2 separate regions of the Oryctolagus cuniculus genome follow, and region 1 is linked to region 2. Evidence: chromatin contacts called from public Hi-C data. All regions are on one chromosome and are shown on one strand. The core of a region is the stretch at or near the end of the contact, and the rest is flanking DNA. Distances in the headings are between cores, read along the strand shown.

Region 1 (4,364 bases), core at 977-3,476, 140 kb before region 2:
ACCCCTTCCCCCAGAGCATCTCAATCCCTGCCTGATGAAAATAGCCTCCTCAGGGCCGTCCACCTGCAGTGTCGGCATCCCATATGGGCGCTGGTTTGAGTCCTGGCTGCTCCACTTCCAATCCAGCTCTCTGCTATGGCCTGGGAAAGCAGTAGAAGATGGCCCAAGTCCTTGGGCCCCTGCACCCATGTGGGAGGCCTAGAAGAAGCTCCTGGCTCCTGGCTTCAGATCAGTGCAGCTCCAGCCATTGCAACCAATTGGGGAGTGAACCAGCAGATGGAAGACCTTGCTCTCTCTCTCTCTCTCTCTCTGCCTCCCCTTCTCTCTGTGTGTAACTCTGACTTCCAAATAAAGAAATCTTTTTTTAAAATCTAAATATTTGAAAAAAAAAAGAAGAAAAGAAAATAGCCTCCCCTGGCCCAGCACCACCTTTAACTCTCCTGCTTCCACTCCCCAGAGCTCCAGACCATGGCCACCAGGGCCCCTACATAGGTGCAGCGCAAAGCAGGCTGGGAGGAGTTAGGAGCATGGAGAACAAAGGAAATGGGATGGAGACCTATTGCTCTTTCATGCTAGCTGGTGCCTGGCCACCACTGTCCAACGTCTATCCTGCACCCACTTATACCTGTATGCTCAGATGAGCACCAAAGCCCACCCTACCCCTTGTCCTTGCTCTATGCACTCAGTTTCCACGTGTCTGGATGACCAGAGGTAGCTTCTGTCTGGTCAGCAGCAGAGCAGGGATAAGGAACTCTAAGGAAACATGTGGCAGCTAACAGGACCCCAGGCCTCTCCTCCACCCCAGGATCCCGGCCCCTCACCTACTGTCCAGCCAAGCTTGCAGAATGGTCAACACCCCACATGAAAAGAAGCTGGAGGCCAGGAGCTGAGAAGGGGAGTAGGGAGTCCTCCAGGAAGGAGACTGTGAAGCAGGAGCAGGTGGGAGGCACAGGGCAGAGAAGCCAGGACCAAGATATGCTGCGGATAGAGGAACGGGGAGGAGCAGTCTTCAGAAAAGGGCAGAGGCACCTGATTCCAGAGGGGATCACGTGCCACACCTGCTTTGGCCAGCAGCACCACCTCCTGCACCTCTACCTCCTACCTGCAGAGCCAGAAGCCAGCTGAGACGACAGGGGCAAGGCCCACTCCAGGAGACCCAAGAGTGCAAGGAGGGATTCTGGGGAGGAGGCAATGTCAGGGGAGCCAGGGCACCCCGGGAGTCTGTGGATTGGACTTGGGTGAGATGGGGGTGGGGGGGTGATCGGCTCAGGCTGCCCTGTCTGTGGTCTTGTCTTGGCTATCTGGGGCCAGAGTTAGGAAGAGTAAGAAGAGTTTAGCATTTGGGTGAATTTAGCTCCCTGAGGGTGTAGAGAGGGTAGGGGTGTCAACAAAGCGGAGCAGCATAAGGATGAGGCATTTGGGGCAGGACAGGGCCCTCTCACCTTTGCCCAGCTCTTGTGCAAATCCCATCAGCCATTAACCCGGGAGCTGCGCTCTGGACCCCTCCCCCAAGAATCTTTATCCAGATTCTCTGCTCTTAGACCAGTCTCTGGGAAGGGGGTGCAGTGTGGAGGGGACAGGGGAGGAGAGGTGCCCTGGGGAGGTTTTGTACTCTGTTTCCTCCCACCACCAGAACCATCATTGCTACATCCACAATTCTTAACCCTTTTGGGACCAGGCCCCACGGGCTGGCTCAAAATGAAACTCAACGGTGGGGGGAAGTGGGCTGGCATTGTGGCATAGTAGGTAAAGCCGCTGCCTGCCGTGCCAGCATCCCATATGGGCGCTGGTTCGAGTCCCAGCTGCTCCACTTCCGAACCAGCTCTTTGCTATGGCCTGGGAAAACAGAAGATGGCCCAACTCTTTGGGATCCTGCACCTGCGTGGGAGACCTGGCAGAAGCTCCTGGCTCCTGGCTTTGGATCGGTGCAGCTCTATTCGTTGTGGCCAACTGGGGAGTGAACCAGTGGATGAGGAAAACCTCTCTGTCTCTATCTCTGCCTCTCTCTGTATAACTCTTTCAAATAATTAATGTTAAAAAGAATACACTGCATCACACCGCATCAGTGTGACCATCACAGCTGTGACTCTGTAAATGTTTTCATTGTAACATGCAGAAATAGAATTTTTAGTAACTTGTATTGCAAAATGTGAAAGTTTGAGCACAAACCAGAAGACAATGTAGCAGTACAATCGCCACAGCGAAATGCAGAATGACCATGGACATGACAGCAGCGATGCCAGTGGACACTGGTGCTTGACTGGGGACTCAGCTGCCGGGAGCAGTGCTGACGCTGGTGGGCAGATTTTCCAAACCAGTGAGCAAAGTGCTGATCAAAATGAGTAGTTTTGATTTCCAGGGAGGTATGTATGTGGTAACCGCAGTCCTTTTCAGAAGGTACAAAGATGACTTGACATGTGGAAATTCTAGGCTCAGACAAACCTGTACAGGGTTTTCACATACATGGTGACCGGCCAGTCATTTGAAAGTTGTCTTCATAGAAAGCTGTGAACTTATCATAAAGACGGGGTTCCTGAGCACCTCGGGCTATCCAGCATCCTGCTCAGGCTGACCACACGACCCCACCACCAATCCTTGTGACAATCAAACAATGGCCAAAATGCCCCCTAGAGGGCAGTGCCACCTCTGCAGTGGACGACCATTGGCAGCCCCAGACGCCCAGTTTTCCTTCCTCCAGCGAGCACCAGCTTCGGAGTTCCTCTAACACCACCACCTTCTACCATGTGTCAGATCAGTGAGGACGTCAGGATACAAGGTGGCCTGCCCCTAAGGAGCCCAGGGCACTCTGCTGGATACAGGGCTTGGCTCCCTAAGGATCCAAGGATGGTGCTATCCAGAACATTCAACAAGGCCAGCCCCAGGCATGGGACAGTCACCACTTATGTTCCATGGCATCCCAAGTGGAACAGCACTGGGGCCCCAGGGTGGCGGAAGCAGGGACGAGAGCAAGTTTGAAATAGGAACCTCTGGGGGCCGGTGTTGTGGTGCCACCATCCCATATCGATGCCGGTTACAGTCCCCAATGCTCCACCTTTGATCCAGCTTCCTGCTAATGCACCTGGGAAAACTGGAAGATGGCCCAAGTGCTTGGACCCCTGTAACCACACAGGAGACCCAGAAGAAGCTCCTGGCTCCTGGCTTCAGTCTGGCCCAGCCCTGGCTGTTACAGCCATTTGGGCAGTGAACCAGTGGATGGAAGATCTCTCCCTCTCCCTCTCAGGATAACTCTTTCAGAGAAATAAAAATAGAATGCTAAAAAAGAGGGAAAAAAATGGGAACCTCTGACTGATGTCAGACAATAGAGGGGTTCTGAAAGGGGCTCAGGGAAAAGGATTTGCAAGGTGACGAGATCAGGAAGTGGAGGGGTGAGGGGTGGGGAAGGCAGGTACGGGCAGGAAAATTCTTCAAGGGCTGCTGCAGAAGGAAAAGGCAGGCCATGCAACTCAGACTGTTTATTGAAACCTCAGTTCTACAAAAGCGTGAAAAACCCAGATAAAAAGCGGCAGCCAGAGACGGCTGTGGACAGATCACCCCGGAAAAGACCAGAAGAGAGGGAAGCCTAGGAGTGCGGCAATAAGGTTGGAAGACAAAAGGTCAAGATTAAAGGTCCCAGCAGTCCTTGGCTCCCTTAGACTACACCCAAGGGGCGGGTATAGCGAGGGGCCCACCTCACTCAGACCTCCCCTAGCAGCTCCCACCCTGGCCCCATCAGTCCCCGGCTCTCCTGCCTTCGGGACATCACACAGGCTCAGGTCAATGTTTCCTTCCTCCCCTCACCCCACCTCCCCCATTTCCCACACTGCTCCTTTCATCCTAGGGAACTCAAAAGCAGACTTCTAGAAGAGCCCGGGGTGGGGGGGCAGAAACTGCAGCGTCTCCTCTGTCCATCTGTGACGTGCCTGTGGTCACCGAGCCGAAGCTTTCCCTGGCACAACACTGGCTGGCCAAGCAGCCAGCCTCTGAGGTCTAGGAGCGAACAACCTAACGACCTTTAGTCCTTCTGCCCAACAACCCCTTAAGCTCCTACCCAGGAGGACAGGGGACCAGCCAAGGACCCAGAGAGGTAGAGAGCGTGTAAATCAAGCTTTGCTGCTCCAGGTTCTCAGAGACTCCCAAATCCTCTTTAGGCATTCCTCGGAGCCCTTCCTAGCCTGGGAAAATGAAAGATTTGAGGCGGGCCAGCTCCATGACACTGAAAAGCGAACACTGCTGGGGCTGGGGGAGTGGAGGAGGGACTGGGCTCCAGGGCCAGGATGGAGCCAGGCCATGAGTGTGGTACCAAGTGCTGGGTGGCCCAGTGGGGACCGTATGGTTGGGATCGTGGCAGGCATGGCAAGTGGGGG
Region 2 (4,814 bases), core at 1,701-4,200:
TCCACTTGAGCAATTATGTGAAGATCAAATCAGCTTACAAATGTAAAGAGTGCTTAGAAAACTCTAAGGTGGTGGTTCTCATCTGAATCTCTTGCAAGCCTTATTAAAACATAGATTGCTGTTTCTCATACCCAGAGTTTCTGATGTAGTAGGTCTGGGGTGAAAATCAAGCTTTAGCACTTCCAATAATTTTCCCTGGTGGTGCTGATACTGCTGGTCCAGGATTCGCTTATAAGACTACTGCTCTAAGGCACTACACACACACACACACACACACACACACACGCATGCATGGCATTGGTAGTAACAATGTGAACTCAAAGCAGATTTCCTACTTCACTCTTCCTGACCCTCATTCATAAAACTGCTCTAAGGAAGAGTCAGCCATCTGTCTTAATGGACTCTCCACTGCCTTTTATCCTCTCCTCTATTTCTTATACAGTTTTCCCTGGTTCCTGCTCAGAGAGTGAAGTGTGAGCTCCCAGCAGAGAACTTGAGTCCTGGCTCTGGAAGAACTCAGTGTTGGGGATTGGGTCTAGGTCCTAAGGGGTTTCATGCTGGCCTCTTTTGGGGTTTCTTCTAGAAGTATCTTCTTGGGCTCTTTAGTGTGTTCAAGGGCAAACAGCCCACCCATCCATACTCCACCTATATGCCTGTCTTACCCCCTCCTTCAGGAGGTGAGTAGGACAAAAAGTTTCAAGCAGAGACATTTGGGGAAAAGAAGTCCCATGATTAGTTCAGAGTCCCTCATTGCCATTTCCCCATATCTTTCCAGGTCTCAACCTCTGTTCTCTAGCTCTTACTTACCCTGGGGTACAATCTGCTGGAGTACAACTTGTAGGTGCCAGAAGACTGGAGTGGTGAATCCTTGGAGGGACCAGAGCTGCCCTGCTCCAACTTGGCCCTGACCATCTAAAGGCAAGATAGTGGTGTCAGCATGGAGTTTGGCCCAAAGCCTTCCAAATCCCAGTTGAAGCAGCTTCCCTCCACTGGTACTCTTGGAGCCCCTGGTCTCTTCTCCTCCCCTCCCCCACCTCACCAGGGCCCTTTTCTATCTTCAAGTCTTCATTTTTTTCATTTCATTTTCTCATCTCCCACTACCACTTTTCTTGTTCTTCAGCCCTGAAGCCTCATTCAGCTTTGGGACCAACTTCCAGGTAAGAGCCATGTGCACGTAGAGCTGCCCATGGAGGGTCAGGTAAACAGAGGCTCAGAAAGCTACCCACATGGGACAGATAGATGGATAGATGGTTATGGGAGCCAGGTGAGTTTTATCTTTGAAGCCTGGGGGGAGGGGCGTTACGGAGGAGGATTGGAATCCTTAGAAAAACTTTATAGAAAATGTACATTATGAGAAACTTATGCGCAGATTTAAAAAAAAATTCTGCACCCAAGTCATGTTTATATTTCCATCCCATTTTCCATGAACTCTTCTAAGTACCTTTGTCATCCCTCAATATCTTTAGGGAATTGCTTCCAGAGCCCCTTCCCTCCAATACTAAAATCCGTGGATGCTCAAGTCTGTCATGGAAAATGGCATTGTATTTGTATACAACCTGTGCAATGCTCCCATATGCTTTAAATCATCTCTTGATTATTTGTAATATCTAAGTATACAACATAAACGCTATGTAAATAGCTGTTAAAGTATTATTTAGGGAATAATGACAAGGAATATAGTTTCTTTAGCACAACAGCGATTTTTTCTTACATATTTTTCATTCACAGTTATTTGAATTCCCTAGTACGCGTAGGAGGGATGTGTGTTGCAATGGGAAGGGCAGTCCGTTTTTCTCTGTAGTGGAATTGTCTTGAGTTATTCTGGACACGTCTTAAGAAAAGACCTGATGGCTAATAATGTCCTGGAGCCTCCAGCACCCCGCCCAGAAGGGGAAAAGCTTCAGGAAAGGGAGATGGTACTATGACGCCGCGCTCCCAGTGCAGGCAGGAAAACACGACGACCTAGAGGCGCCTTCGGCCGGACCCACAGCTTGGCTAGCGCTGTCCATGGTGCTGAGACGTGGCGGTGACGCGGAGCAGTAACGAGAGCTCGGCGTCTCCGCGAGGCCCGGCTGTCCCCCGCTCCCTGTCTTCCATCTCCCCTCTGCCCCCGCAAAACCTCTGCTCTGGCCCCTAAACCCAAGAACCAGGATGGGAGACTCGACACGGGCCTTGGAGAGTGGGCTCCTCCCTGCACGCTCTCCGGAGTTCCAGCGTCTGCGCACTCTGGCGGCCGAGACCAGAGTCAGCGCGGTGTCTTCTGCACAGCGCAGAGGCGGGGGTGGGGTGGGGGTGGCGCCTCTAGGCTGGGGGATGTTTTTCTCTTCTTATTGAAAATCGGATCACTGAACGCTGTCTCATCTGTCTGCCCGGGCTTATCCCTGGAGCCAGGACCCTGACACCTGCTGATCAAGTCCATGACAACCTCACCGCCTTGGTCATCTCTTCTCTATCCTCGCCGGACGTCTCGCTTCTCCCGTGGTCACATAAGCCAGTTTTTACTTATCTCTGCCCATTTGACTTCCCGACCCCTTCCCAAAACCACACTCCCGGTAGGCGCGCCTCTTAGGTCCAGGGCCCCTAGGCTGAGCCCTACCCCAAGCCGCCGCCTCTTCGGGAGGAACTCTATGCGGATCTCTTCTCATCGCCCCAAACTTTCTTCCCCAGCCTCCTGGCCCCCGGCCCTGCCCACACCCCGTTTCCTCCTGACCGTGGGTGTTAACGTCGCCGCAGCCCCCGGGGCTGCTGTTCAGCAGGAGGAGGCCGACGAGCAGCCGCAGCCCCCCGGAGCCCCCAGACCTCAGCGGGCGCTGCATCCTCTCAGCTCGGCGCGCTCGCTCCTCCACCTAAGTCGCAGTGCAGGTGGCGACGGCGGCCGGAGGGGCTGAGCGGGGCGGTCGGTCGCTTCCCACCTGCCCGCCAGCGGCGCGGGATCTGCGTCGCCCTTCCCCGCGGCTCGGCCAATCGCGGCGGGCCTCGCCCCTGCGGACTCTTCCCCAACCCCTCCTTCTCCTTACAGCCTCCTGCGCTTGGCACCTCTCGCAATTTCTAGCCTTGCGCCCTTTTGGCGTCGGTCTTTGGCCCCAAAGACCACCGTCTCTACCCCTAGGCCCAGGGTTAGAGAAGTAGGTTCATGTGAGACGTGGGTGTGAATCGTACCTACCTCTTGGGCTTGCTGTGAGGATTCAATATGGACTGCGCAAGGAGAACAGCAGACTGTGAATTTAGTCAATTCTTACCCCTGATGCTTACCTCACCCTCACCTGCCTAAAAGCCTTTAGTAGGCATGTGGGTTCCATCTGGAAAATGTAGAGCACATCCACCCACTTTTTTCCATCTGCAGCACCGTCACCCTGGGTCCAGACCACTGTACCCTTTAAAATATTTCTTTATTTTCATTTTATTTGAAACACAAAGAGACAGCTTCCATCCGCTGGTTCATTCCCCAAATGCCAGCAGCAGCCCAGGGCTGGGGCAGGGTCCAGCTGAAGCCAGGAGCCCAGGAAACTCCACTGGAGCATCAGCAGGGAGCTGGAGCAGAAGTGGAACAGTGAGGACTGGAACCAGCACTCACATGGAATGGTATGATGCCAGAGTCACAGGGCTGTTTAACCTACTGTGCCACAAGGCCAGCCTCTTCATAGAGCCCTTACAAGAAGTAACTAGCTGGGGCTGGCGCTGTGGCAGAGTGGCTAAAGCCGCCACTTGCATTGCCGGCATCCCATATGGGCACCAGTTTGAGTCCTAGCTGCTCCACTTCCGATCCAGCTCTCTGCTATGGCTTGGGATAGCAGTAGAAGATGGTCCAACTTCTTGGGCCCCTGCACCCACATGGGAGACCTGGAAGAAGCTCCTGGCTCCTGGCTTCTGATAGGTGTAGCTCTGGCCGTTGCTGTCAATTAGGGAGTGAATCAGCAGGTGGAAGAATTTCTCTCTCTCTCTCTCTCTCTCTCTCTCTCACCTTCTTTGACTTTCAAATAAATAAATAAATCTTTTAAAAAATAAAAGTACCTAGCTAAGGAACTGCTTATTTATCCCTGTGTATTGGTAAGCTAGTGTATGAGCTTTCAAACCGCCACTTTAATGTAGTTCTCTGCTGTATACTGAACACTTAGGGTTGATACATTGTGGAGACTGAGTTACATTAGCCTTCCTTAAAGGCTGTTGGGTTTGTTCTGGCAGGAAATTCCATTTAGGGCAGAAAATCTGAATCCTGAAGAAGCCTGATTAAGGTAGGAATATTTCAGTTATGCTCTTTTTGTTTATTTATTTTTTTTGACAGGCAGAGTGGACAGTGAGAGAGAGAGACAGAGAGAAAGGTCTTCCTTTGCTGTTCACCCTCCAATGGCCACCGTGGCCAACACACTGCGGCTGGCACATCACGCTGATCCGAAGGCAGGAGCCAGGTGCTTATCCTGGTCTCCCATGCGGGTGCAGGGCCCAAGGACTTGGGCCGTCCTCCACTGAACTCATGGGCCATAGCAGAGAGCTGGACTGGAAGAGGAGCAACCAGGACAGAATCCGGCACCCCGACTGGGACTAGAACCCGGTGTGCCGGCACCGCTAGGTGGAGGATTAGCCTGTTGAGCCACAGCGCCGGCCTGGACATGCTGTTTTAAAATGATTTACAGAAATAATTTGAAGCCCAGGAGCAACAGAGTGTGAATGTGCTTTGAGAAGAACAATGTTCTGGGAAAAAGGGACAGAGTGGCTTTTGGCGTGGGCTAAGCAAAGGGTAGTTGATCGTCTTTCCCCTTTCCGATTTCAAGCTCCCTGGGGCACTGCTGTCAGAAGGATGCGTGCACACGTGCACT

Evidence for each region. A called contact is a pair of places that touch in the nucleus more often than the background predicts.
Region 1: a contact with region 2 is called in a Hi-C map of embryonic fibroblasts, with 2.3 times the contacts expected there. The contact joins the promoter of SLC23A3 here to the promoter of RESP18 in region 2. A contact is called at or near these places in 2 of 6 Hi-C or Micro-C datasets (embryonic fibroblasts and skin fibroblasts).

What each region holds. Positions count from the first base shown.
Region 1 is chr3:20,286,738-20,291,101 of mOryCun1.1, reverse strand. It overlaps SLC23A3 (solute carrier family 23 member 3), which reads right to left and starts at 2,226. Exons shown (of 10, transcript XM_070071453.1): 1 at 2,191-2,226; 2 at 1,103-1,297; 3 at 906-978; 4 at 661-903. The coding sequence starts at 2,226. The region is part of intron 9 of LOC100353345 (protein CNPPD1); the gene reads right to left.
Region 2 is chr3:20,150,925-20,155,738 of mOryCun1.1, reverse strand. It overlaps RESP18 (regulated endocrine specific protein 18), which reads right to left and starts at 2,950. Exons shown (of 6, transcript XM_002712494.5): 1 at 2,711-2,950; 2 at 808-912. The coding sequence starts at 2,816.